Regions from separate parts of the Mus musculus genome. Here region 2 is linked to region 1. The links are chromatin contacts, called in public promoter capture Hi-C maps. All regions are on one chromosome and are shown on one strand. Each heading gives the region's core, a stretch centred on a gene start, on an enhancer-like site or on the middle of the called end of the contact. The rest is flanking DNA. Distances are from core to core; before and after follow the strand shown.

Region 1 (5,987 bases), core at 77-2,576:
ATAGCATTCGGAAGGTTGAGAACCACTTTCAAAGACCCACCTCAGCCCCCAAACGTTTGTCCCACCCCAGGACCGAAGTCCCTCCTGCAGGTCTTCACCTAGGCCACGTCTCGCCAATGTTATAGCCCCCCGCCTCAGACTGCCCAGTTTTTTTTTTCGTTTTTTTTTTAAAGATTTATTTATTATTATGTGTAAGTACACTGTAGCTGTCTTCAGATGCACCAGAAGAGGGCGTCAGATCTCATTATAGATGGTTGTGACCCACCATGTGGTTGCTGGGATTTGAACTAAGGACCTTCGGAAAAGCAGTCCGTGCTCTTAACCACTGAGCCATCTCTCCAGCCCCCGACTGCCCAGTTTCTAATCAGAACTTTTGCACCAGCCTAGCCTTAGTCTGGCCCCCATTTCCCAGACAAGTTCCAGGAACAGAAAGGCTAAGTAACTGTCCTGAACCACACAGCCAGTTTTGACCCCAGGTGGCAGCCCCACTCCAGGGTCCCCTCCTCCCGGGGTTGGATTTCACAGTAAGAACTGTCCTGTCTGAGCCCCGAGATCCGGTCTGCAATTTAGAGCCGGTCCCTTTGTGCCAGATATCCTTTCTTCAACAAGAGCCCCTCCCCTTTGCACCCCCACCCCTCCCCCCTCTAGCTCCCAGACCACCCAGGCCCCGCCAGAGATCTTTTCCCACCCCATTAATCATCTCCGGTCTCCCGCGGACTAGAGAGGGCTTTCCGAGTTATTCACCGTGCCAAACCCTGACTCAATTCCTTCCCCATTTCCCTCTACTTTCTCAACACCATTTCCCCCGCATTTCCTGGAGGAAGAAGGCTGAGGACATAACATAGTAAAAGACAAGTGTATTCGAGGGACAGGCCCTGGGCTCCCGCTGAACTCTGTGGACCTTTGAGATGTAGACCCCTGAGCCCCTGTCTTGTCCCAAAGTGGGATCCCCACACAGACCAAAACACTGTGGGGAGTGGCTGTGAGGTCACATGTCCAGTTATCATTCAACCCCTAGCTGTGAGGCTTTGGACCAGCTTCTTAACCTCTCTGTTCCTCCGCGTCCTCCAGTGTGCCAGGCACTGTGCACCAGGGATCAGCGTTTACTAAATGAATGCCTGCGGGAGTCTGACTGTGCCACGTGGAGCCTGAGAACACACCCGGAGAATAGCTGGATAGAAGGGTGGAGCGCTGGGCCATCCTCCTCTAGCTCACGCCCGGTGCCACCACGCAGCTCTTACCTGGGACACAGGTAGTCGCCAGCAACAGCAGCAGCAGCAGCCGCCTTGGGAGTCCCATGGGTTCTTCCTTCACCTCTGCTCTAGACTGACCGAGGGGAAGAAGACAGTTTTGTGACCCTAGGGCTCCTCCCACTGTTTGCTAAAGAGTGAGTCAGCTCCAGGGGTTGCCTCGCCTCCCCCCGCCCCGCCCCCGCCCCCCCCCCCCAGCCCTTCCTCTTCCATAGTTCAAGAAACTCTGCCCCTTCCATACATAGTAAGATGCAGTCTCAAAAAAGGAGGGAGGGAAAGAGGGAGGGAGGAACGGAGGGAGAGAGGGAGGGAGAAGGAGGGATGAGGGAGAGAGAGAGAGAGAGAGAGAGAGAGAGAGACTATGATGGAGAAAGGAAGACAACCAAATAGCAAGGGTTAGAATCCTCTCTAGCCTTGGCTATTTCTTACCAATCAGAGTTTATGTTTTCAAAGTTTGTTTTATTTGAGTTTCTCCAGAGAGAGTCTTGCTATGAAGACCAGCCTTGAACTCAGGAACCTCCTGCCTCAGTCTCCCCCGAGTCTGGATCATGGGCACGCTACCATCCTTGGCCGAGGCGGTACAATTCCATGTAGGGAAATCATGTGGAACACTAACTTGCCAAACTAGAGGGCAAAATTCCTTCAGCTCCTGACCAAGGACCTCCTGGGTACTGGGCACTGTTCCAGGAACTGGAACACAGCAGGAAACACAAGGACGCCACCCTCTGCCATTACGATGGGGAGGATACATTAGTTATCTAATCTCTCCCATCAGTCGGAAACCAGGGGAAAAACAAGTTGAAAGAGGAACAAACTGTAGGGAGAGAGGTAAATGGCTTAATTGCTTTGGGAGGGTGATGCGGAGGGCAGCCAGGAAAGGTGTGCAAGAAGTCTAGTGGATTCCTACAGAAAGCCTTTGAGGGAGAGGAAAGAGTCATCGCAAAAGCCCTGAGGGCAAAGAATCACTCAGAGCGGCTCAGTGTGGCTGATGAGTGGGAACCAGAGAGAGCAGAGAGCAATGAGTAGCACCCGTACAGTAGTGATGTCACTGCTGTGAGTACCGAGTCACTGAAGCCTGAGCTGGGAAACACGGAACCCAAGGTCTCCTGCAGGATTGACAAGGAGTCTACCACTGAGCCACGCCCCCAGCCCCTCACTGGGGGAGGCTAGGCAGAGGCTCTACCACTGTGCCACGCCCCCAGCCCCTCCCTGGGGGATTCTAGGCAGGGGCTCTACCACTGAGCCACGCCCCCAGCCCCTCACTGGGGGATTCTAGGCAGGGGCTCTACCACTGAGCCATGCCCCCAGCCCCTCATTGGGGGATTCTAGGCAGGGGCTCTACCACTGAGCCACGCCTCCAGCCCCTCACTGGGGGAGGCTAGGCAGAGGCTCTACCACTGAGCCACACCCCAACCCCTCACTGGGGGAGGCTAGGCAGGGGCTCCACCACTGAGCCACACACCCAGCTTGGCTTGATTTAATGTCAAGATAAGGTAAAAGGTGAAAAATAAAAATAAAAATGCCCAAATAAAGTTTTCCTCTAAGAGGTCCTAACTGAGAGAGTAGGGGGCTGGCCCCAGACTGTGAGGGCTGTGTGACTTACTGATCATTAGCAGGTGTCTTTCTTAGCCTCTCTGTGCTGCAAGCTCATCTGGAAGGTTGAGACAGCAAAGGTCTGAGAGGAGCCCTGAGAGAAGTGAGAGAGATCCTGTTTCATATGGAGGAGGAAAACAAACTGTGATTGCTTTAGGGCCTCAGGCGTAGTATATGCTCAATAAGAAGGTGGTTGTCTTGAACATATTCATTCCTAACTCTAGAATCTGTCAATTGAAAAGCTTTTGCTGGGGGCTGGAGAGATGGCTCAGCATTTAAGAGCACTGACTGCTCTTCCAAAGGTCCTGAGTTCAAATCCCAGCAACCACATGGTGGCTTATACCAATCTGATGCCCTCTTCTGGGGTGTCTGAGGACAGCTACAGTGTACTTACATATAATAATAAATAAATTTAAAAACATTCTACAAAGTTGATTGACTAAGCGTAGAGTTGGAATGTTACAGGTCCAGAGCCAAATTTATGGTAGGCTACCTATGTTTTTTTAAAATAGGTATGTATTGCTTTTCTCGGTGTTGGCTCTAACATTCGGGCAGCTGCTGGATAGTTTGGGGGTGTGCAAACACATCCCCAGCTTCTACCAATCTAAAGGCTACGAACATCATCAGAGAGCATCTGAGGTCTATAGTAGAATTTTCCCAGTTTGTTCTAAGCCTCAGCTTTGAAAGTTGCTGTGAGATTCAGCCTACTTCATGCTGTCGCTCTGAGAAGTTCATGTAACCGTGGGTGCTTAGGGGATCACGAATCTGTGTCCCCTGGCCATGGTCACTCACGTTTGGCTCCAGAATGCACTCATCCTCTGGGGAGAGGTGTGCTTTATGGCAGCTGGCCCAACCTCTCTCCCAACCCTTCCCCCTACCCTCCTGCCAGAGCTCTTGCTATGTGACAGGGAAGCTGGCCCCAGCCTGGGAGTCTGAGGTCAGTGTTTGTCATGCTGATGGTGGCCAGGATGGGCCACTCCCTGGTTGTGTCACCATAAGCCAACACAGTTCTCTGTTTCTTTACTTGGAAGACTGAACATTGGTTGGGGCTGGGTTGGGGCAGTGTTTGCCTAGCATACAGAGCTTGGGATCCAGTTGCCACCATACCTGTCCACCAGAGTTCTGGAAGCTGAGACAGGGGCATTAGGCGTGCTGGCATTACTGGCATATGCCACCTCTATCTGCCTCTGCATAACTATCTCTCTTTCTGCGTCCCCTCCTCAGTTGTCTGTTTGTCTGTCCATATCTTCTTCCTTCCCTGTGGGTTTGTACCACTCTGACTTCTGGGAGGTTCCAGTCAGGAGTAGAAGGAAGGGAGAGAAAAGTGCCAAGTCACTGATCCCCTGTGTAGAAAAATTGCAGGAATGTCCACTCCTTCCTTCTGGTGACTCACCTGGCCTCACCCTGCTGCTGGGTTGTGGGCGAGGTCCAGCGCGTGGGGGCTTCCCCAGCCTGAGGAAGGAAAAAAGACTATATAGGGATAAAGGTGAGAGTGGGGGGCAGAGGAGATGGAGAGGAAGAGAGGGAGGAGGAAAGAGACAGGGGAAGGGAGAGGGAGGGGAGAGAGAGAGAGAGGGAGAGGGAGGAAGAGGGAGAGGGAGAGAGAGAGGGAGAGAGAGAGCAGAGTCAGGAGTGAAGGGAGCCAAGGGTTAGAGGGAGAGATGACCTGGGAAGGAGAAACAATAGATGAGAGAAGAGTCTGAGCGGGCTGGGGTGCCGCTCAGTTGTAGAGCACTTGCACGTGAAATGGGCCAAATCAAACCAGATTAGATTAAATTCAAGTTTATTGGGAAGCTGCTCTCGGACGAGTTCACTGGACCCAAGGACTGAAGCCAGGGGAGTCGCCATGGGGAGGGGGAAGAGGAAGAGAGACAAAGAGAGAAGAGAAGGGGTGTGTGTGTGAAGAGAAAGACCAAATGTCTGGATTATATAAGGAAGAATCCCTGGGGGAAGGGCAGCCCAGCCGGTGTACGAGAAAGTTCAGGGTATGCCAGGTAGGGACTGAGGGATGCCGGAGAACCTGGAGGCCAGGTCTGCTTTGGTGTGTAAAATTCGTACCTCAGTCTCTTGTCCCAGGGTCCGAAGCCAAACGTTGCCTAGGATACCCTGGGTCCTGGGTTTGAGGGGCGGGGGGGGGGGGGGAGAGCCGAGGCCACAGAAGGCAGTGGGGTCCCTAGAACCAGGGAGTTCCACACACGAACCATACCTGGATCATCTGTAAGAGCAACTGTAGCTGCCGAGCCATCTCTCCAACTTCCCACCTCTTTAAAAATTAGCACTGGGTGTGGTCCGAGAGGACCCGAGGCCTCACTGGACACCAGACACATAGCTAGTGCACATACAGGTACAAAACACTTACACTTATTAAATAAATAACCCCTTAATTTTTTTTTTTTTTTAAAGATTCTAGCTAGGGGCTGGACAGATACCTCAGAGGATAGGAGGGCTTGCTTCTCTTCCAGAGTTCTCAGTACTCACGTGGGGTAACTCATAGCCACCTGTAGCTGCCCGCAGCTACATGAACTGGGTTCCTGAGAGAAAAGCTGGGGCTGGATGGGAGAGAGAAAGAACGAGACCAACACAAGTTTCTGATCAAGGCTCAAAGTTTACTTCTTGAGTCTGAACTTTAAAAGGGGGGGGGGGGGAAGCCCATCCCCCACCACGCCAGGCTCTCCTTGCTACGGATCGGATCGGCCAGGAAAACAGGTTCAGCCCCTCAGCAGGTAGTGACTTCTTGTGGCAGGGCAATAAACTTCACCTAAGTCGGAAGACTCCACCCTAGGTGGGCCAGCCGGCTGTGGCTTAAACAAGGTCTAAATCAGCCCACTCAAGGCTGGGGGAGGGCACAGCCATCTGAAATGCTAGCTCCAGGGAAGCCAGTGCTCTCTTCTCACTTCTGGGGTGCCAACAGACAGGCAGTATTATTTGTCTATCTGTCTGTCTCTCTTTCTTGTGTGTGTGTGTGTATGTGTGTGTGTTCCCACAGGCCCCTGCTTTCTTGCACACAGTGTTCTCCACACTCTGCCCTGCTCCAGTCTTTCCATGACACTGAGGCAAGCTATGTTCGTAAGTACTCTCTCTTTCTACGCAGGATGTGTGTGCCTCTCAAAGTTGAGCGGCTTCCTGTGGTTTGTGTGACTCTCT
Region 2 (6,583 bases), core at 3,962-6,461, 1.1 Mb before region 1:
TGCAATTGGAGTTACTACCTGATTTAGTTTTCGGTAATCAACTGTCATTCTCCATGATCCATCTGTTATCTGCACTGGCCAGATAGGAGAGTTAAACGGAGATGTGGTGGGAACCACCACCCCTGCATCTTTCAAGTCCTTGATAGTGGCAGTAATTTCTGCAATGCCTCCAGGAATACGATACTGTTTTTGATTCACTATTTTCTTTGGCAGAGGCAACTCTAAAGGCTTCCATTTGGCCTTTCCAACCATAATAGCCCTCACTCTACAGTTCAGGGAACCAATATGAGAATTCTGCCAATTTCTGAGTATATCTATCCCAATTATACATTCTGGAACTGGGGAAATCACCACAGGATGTGTCCGGGGACCTACTGGACCTACTGTGAGTCGGACATCAGTCAAAACTCCATTAATCACCTGCCCTCCATACGCCCCTACTTTAACTGGAGGGCCACAATGTTTCTTGGGATCCCCTGGGATCAGTGTCAACTCAGAACCAGTATCCAGCAGACCCCGAAAAGTCTGATTATTTCCTTTTCCCCAGTGTACAGTTACCCTTGTAAAAGGCCGTAGGTCCCTCTGGGGAAGAACTGGAGAAAGGGTAACAGCAAAACCTTTGAGTGTCTTATCAAGATCCTTCCTCAGCGGAACCTGGCCACCCCTTCATTCAAGGGGTTCTGGATCTGCAAACTGTCTCAAGTCTGGAAATTGATTCACTGGCCGAGATTGCTGTTTACCACGATCTAATGTAGCCTTTCTTTCATTTGTTTGAGAATTTTTCTGCTTATACAGATCAAACAAATATGCAGTAGGCTTCCTATGTATTTCATTCCTGGAAACACCATGATTGGTTAGCCAGTACCAAAGGTCCAACCGAGTCATGCCATTATAAATTTCACCTCTCCTGTGCTGACCATTACTGGGTATGTTATTATAAACATTCTTTTGTCTACGCTGTCCATTATAATAACTAGAATCACCTTGTCTCGGGCGATTCAATGCTGCCACCTGGCCCTTGTTACCTCGGAATCCAACTAAACCCAGTGAATTTAATTCATCTAATTGAGCAGAAGCATCTCCAATGCTAAGATCTGGCACAAGGAAAAGGGAAAGAACAAAACCCTTCAAATGTGCTGGTGCCCCTCTCACCAATTTGCGTCTTATAGAGCTGGTGAAAGGCATATCTTCTGGACCTTCCCATTGTGGACAATTATGCTTTACACAATATATCCACTCTAGCATTGCAATTTCCCTAAGTCTTAAAATCCCTTCATTAACACTAAGCCATGGAATATCAGGCATCTCCAAGTCATTTCCAGTAGGCCATCTTTTGATAAACACCTCAGCCAACCATTCAAACAAACTTTTGACACCTTTTTTAACTATGCGAGCTTCCGTATTAAACCTAGAATCTCTACTCAGAGGACCCATGTCAATAAACTCAGCCTGCTCTAGTTTTATGTTCCTTCCACCCTTATCCCACACCCTTAAAATCCATTCCCACACATATTCACCAGGTTTCTGCTTGAATGAATTAGCAAACTCATTAAGCTCCTTAGTAGTGTAGCGAATTTCCTCATGGACTACACTTTCTACCTCCCCTCTAGGAGCCTGTTTTGCTTTGAGTCTGGTTACAGGTCTAGAAGAAACTATTGGTGGGCCGTGAGCAGACTCTGCAAAATTAATTTCCTCATGTGGGGAAGGCATTATTTCAAGAGGTGGGGCTGAGGGTACTACTTCCTCAGGTGGGGCAAACCCTTGAGAATCTGAGGATTCAAAATTCTCAGCTTCAACATGGTCTTCCCACACATCCCCATCCCATGTTGTAGGATCCCATTCTTTGCCAATTAGAGCCCTTACTTTAACTGTCGACACACTCTGAGGCTGAGACTTGAATTTTCGCTGTAGTTCAGCCAACCTTACAATGAGAGTTTCTGTTTGATTTTCTGCAACTTGAGCTCTATTGCTACAAGAGAGAAGATTCTCCTCAAGGACACACTTAGCAACTTTTAGATCGTTTACTTGTGTCTGGAGACTTTCGATTTTATCACACAACTCCTTCCTTTCATTCATCATTCTTTCCACAGATACTAAGAGCAGCCAGCCAGTAAAATCATTTTCCGATTTTTTCCCCATCTTGTAGAAAGCTTTGTGCACTGAATCACCTAATTCATTAAGAAAATCAAGGTCATTAGCTTCTTTAAGTTCGGAATATAGTTTCAACCATGGGTCTTCAAAATTCTCTGAGCTCCCAGGAGGGAGAGAATCTGGAGAGGTTTCAATAGTTGAAAGTGCTGGTGGATCAACAAGCCAATTCCAGTATTTTAAAAGATTCATCCTTGTACTTCTGTTACTCTAGAACCACTCCTGGTACCAAGTTCTGTATTAGTCAGGGTTCTCTAGAGTCACAGAACTTATGGATAGTCTCTAGATAATAAAGGAATTTATTGATGACTTACAGTCGGCAGCTCAATTCCCAACAATCGTTCAGTCACAGCTGTGAATGGAAGTCCAAGGATCTAGCAGTTACTCAATCTCACGCAGCAAGCAGGTGAAGGAGCAGGAGCAAGAGCTAGACTCCCTTCTTCCAATGTCCTTATATTGTCTCCAGCAGAAGGTGTAGCCCAGATTAAAGGTGTGTTCCACCACACCTTTAATCCCAGATGAAAGGCGTAGCCCAGATTAAAGGTGTGTTTCTTAAACTCGGAGATTCAATCTTCTGGAATCCATAGCCACTATGGCTCAAGATCTTCAAACCAAGATCCAGATAAGGATCTCCAAGCCTCCAGATAAGGGTCACTGGTGAGCCTTCCAATTCCGGATTGTAGTTCATTTCAAATATTGTCAAGTTGACAACCAGGAATAGCCACTACATCTGCAAAAAGTGATATTTTGACTTCTGCATTCTGATGATGGTGAGTGGTCTTGATTTCTGTTAGTAGGATTCTTATGTTTGCCTTTCGCCATCTTGTATTCTCTGGAGCTAGTTGTTATAGTTGTCTCTGGTTAGAGCTTGTTCCTCAGGTGATTATGTTAGCCTTTATCAGCAGACCTGGGAGACTAGCTCTATCCTTAGTTTCAGTGGTCAGAGTACTCTCTGCAGGCAAGCTCTTCTCTTGCAGGGAAGGTGCCCAGATATTTGGTGTTTGAACCTGCCTCCTGGCAGAAGTTGTGTTCCACTCACCAGAGGTCTTAGGATCCCGTGGCAGATCCTGTGTGGGTCCTTGCGGGTGTCTGCAGACTCCCCGGGCCAGGGACCACGGTGCAGCAGTGGGCCAGAAGGGACTTGAGCCCTGGGTCAGGCTGGATTATCTGCTTCCTTAATTAATGCAGTCTCAGGTCCTGCGCGATTGGATTGGAGCAGGCGCTGTGTTCCACTTACCAGAGGTCTTAGGATCCCGTGGCGGATCCTGTGTGGGACCTTGCGGGTGTCCGCAGACTCCCCGGGCCAGGGACCACGGTGCAGCAGTGGGCCAGAAGGGCTCCTCCACAGTTTTGAAAGCCTTGTTACCATCCATAGGGCAACCCAGATGTGAGCTGCAGGTCTCCTCCTGAACACCAGGGGGCGAAATTGGACCATATAATCAACAGAAAAAAACAGAAAAAAGGCATAACCACCCCTTGTATATTTTCTTTTTTTACATTTTAAATGTTTTCCCCTTTCCAGGTCTCCCCTTCAGAAATCCCCTATCCTCACCTCCCTTCCCCTACCTCTAAGAGGATGGTCCCACACCCACCCACTCTCATTCTCCTGCCCTGGCATTCCCCTACACTGGAATATTGAACAGCCTCAGGCCTGAGGGCCTCTCCTCCCACTGATATCCAATAAGGCCATCTTCTGCCACATGTGTGGCCAGGGCCATGGGTCACTAATGGATACAGAAAATGTGGTATATTACACAACAGACTACCAATCAGCCATTAAAAACAATGACTTCATGAAATTCATAGGCAAATGGATGGAACTTGAGAATATCATCCTGAGTGAGGTAACTCAGTCACAAAGGAACAAACAAACAAGATATTTACTCACTGATAAGTGGATATTAGCCCAAAAGTTCAGAATACCCAAGATTCAATTCACAGACTATATGAAGCCTAAGAAGAAGGAAGACCAAAGTGTGGATGCTTCACTGCTTCTTAGAAGGGTGAACAAAATCTTCACAGGAGGAAATACGGAGACAAAGTGTGGAGCAGAGACTGAAGGAAAGGCCATCCAGAGACTGCCCCACCTGGGGATCCATTCAACATATAGCCACCAAACCCATATGCGATAGTGGATGCCAGGAAGTGCTAGCTGATGGAAGCCGGATCTGTCTGTCTCCTAAGAAGCTCTACCAGAGCCTGACAAGTACAGAGGCAAGGTGGAAGCTCACAATCAACCATTGGACTGAGCATGGGGTCCCTGATGGAGGAGTTGGAGAAGGGACTGAAGGAGCCGAGGGGGGTTTGCAGCCCAGTGGAGGGAGCAACAGTGCCAAGAGGCCAGACCCCCACAGAGCTCCCGGGATCTGGATGACCAACGAAAGAATACGCAAGAACCTATCTTGCAACCTGGATTGCAGTTTCCATCCCAGTTGACACAACTGGAGCCAGCTCCCTCACGTAACCATACTCTGTCCTACTGGCTTTTTCCTGTATCTCTGAGAACTCCATTCTGCAAGGACAACCAATGTGGTCCCTTCCATCCTCCATCATCCATGGGAGAGATGGGAAATCCCAGGGCATTCACCAAGGAGAACAAAGCCATCCTGGGAATGTTACGGAGAGCATGGGCAGACCTGAATCACATTTGGCCAGCACCGGAAGCTGGGGAGGTCTTCCTGGCGCCCTCTATAGGAAGATGGAGCACACAGTCCTCTTTCCAGGACACACAGGTCACCTCCTCCTGCACACCCAGGATATGAAGCCCCTGAGACAACTTGTATCCTAGGATCAGACACATGACTGGTGTCATCAGTGACGATGGATCAGGTCCTACCCAGTCATCACTCAGCTAGGCCTTTCCTTAACCCTCCAGATAACTCTGCCACTTCCTGCCTGGAGTAAACCACACTTTGAGTGAGCACTGAGAACAGGGCACACAGGGCTCCCCTGAGGTTTATGTCACTCTAGGCTACAGGAAGTGCTGGAACTCCCTCTGCTGCTGACAGCCCCAAGGCCAGGGTATAGGACACATCTCAGCCTTTCTGCTCAGAGTATGTTCTAGAACACTGCTCAGAGTATGTTCTAGAACAATGAACTGGGAAGAGAGGAATAGAAGGATGGGAGGCCCGCACTGACAGAACAGCATTGTTAGAGTCACAGGCTCCACCCCCACCCCACGTGAATCTGGGAGGTGCCCTTCTCTGGGAGGAGAATCAATTCTGCTATGAAAAGCAGGGCAGATATCAGGGCAGCCAGGCTTAGCAGTAGTGTTGGAGAAGAAGCTAGCAGGCAGAAGAGACATGGAGCTGGCCTCAGCACATCTCCACAAAGGGCAGGTTCCCTGGTTTGGACTACTGCTCACAGGTAAGGAGATATTCCTTCCCAGTAGAGAGCAGGGGAGCTCAGAGACTGGCTGGGGTCTTCTGGGAGAGGAAAGGAACCTGAGAAGGGACATCTGGCTTCTGCTTGAAGCTTGACGGCAACAGGAAGCTCTCAGTGAGTGTGAATTGGCTAGTGGTGAGGAGAAACTCAGTTCTTCCCTATTGTTAAGTTTATCGCACTGGCTAGGATATCCTGAAGACTGAAGTCCACAACTCTGTCAGGGTGACTCTCCACATAAAAACCAAACTGGGGCAAGTAAATAGAATTATTGCATACTACACTAAGAAATTTGCAAATACACTAGGCTCTGGGACACTGATTTGCAAAGAGGTATATGAGCATGTTCCAAGCAGCAAGGGTTAAGCCAAAATCTACCTAGCCCTCCTCACAAAGCCCTAGTTCTATGTGCAGAACGGCAGACCTGCGAGGGCATCTAGGTGGGGTCAGGTTGGCAAGCACTTCAGAAAAAAACAAAGAAGAGAAAGGCCAGAAAATGAAGGCGCAGGGTCTTTAGAGGAGGAGGTCAGAGAAGATAGGCCTACACTCAGCAAAGACTCTGAGTGTGAGCTGGGATCTGAGGGCAGTGAGCAGTGAGCTGTGTGAATGCCGGAGAAGAGCGTTTCCTACAGTGGAAAGATGAGGAATGGAGGTGATCTGCTGGCCACCACCCAATAGGACACAGGCACAGCAAGGCTGAGAGGTTTTGCAAAGGTCCTAAGATTGATAGGTCTTTCTCTCTTCCCTCTTAGCCTCACTTTTAGCCTCCTGGAGCCCTCCCACCACTGCACAAGTGACTGTTATGGCTTTTCCACTCCACGCTGCTGAAGGCAACAATGTTATTCTAGTTGTTTACAATATGATGAAGGGAGTCTCGGCCTTTAGCTGGCACAAGGGATCTACTACGTCTACAAATGCTGAAATTGTACGATTTGTAACAGGCACTAATAAGACTATAAAAGGGCCTGTACACAGTGGCAGAGAGACACTATACAGCAATGGATCCCTGCTCATCCAAAGGGTCACCATGAAGGATACGGGAGTCTACACAATA

What was found. Promoter capture Hi-C pulls out the DNA fragments that hold promoters and counts their contacts.
Region 2: a promoter capture Hi-C map of hippocampal neurons shows a contact between it and region 1, with 3 times the contacts expected there. The contact joins the promoter of Ceacam2 here to the promoter of Plaur in region 1. A contact is called at or near these places in 2 of 39 promoter capture datasets (hematopoietic stem and progenitor cells and hippocampal neurons).

Annotation. Positions count from the first base shown.
Region 1 is chr7:24,457,822-24,463,808 of GRCm38.p6, reverse strand. It overlaps Plaur (plasminogen activator, urokinase receptor), which reads right to left and starts at 1,326. Exons shown (of 7, transcript NM_011113.4): 1 at 1,242-1,326. The coding sequence starts at 1,299.
Region 2 is chr7:25,538,632-25,545,214 of GRCm38.p6, reverse strand. Ceacam2 (carcinoembryonic antigen-related cell adhesion molecule 2) reads left to right here and starts at 5,211. Exons shown (of 9, transcript NM_001113368.1): 1 at 5,211-5,514; 2 at 6,282-6,583. The coding sequence starts at 5,451. The region is part of intron 6 of 4732471J01Rik (RIKEN cDNA 4732471J01 gene); the gene reads right to left.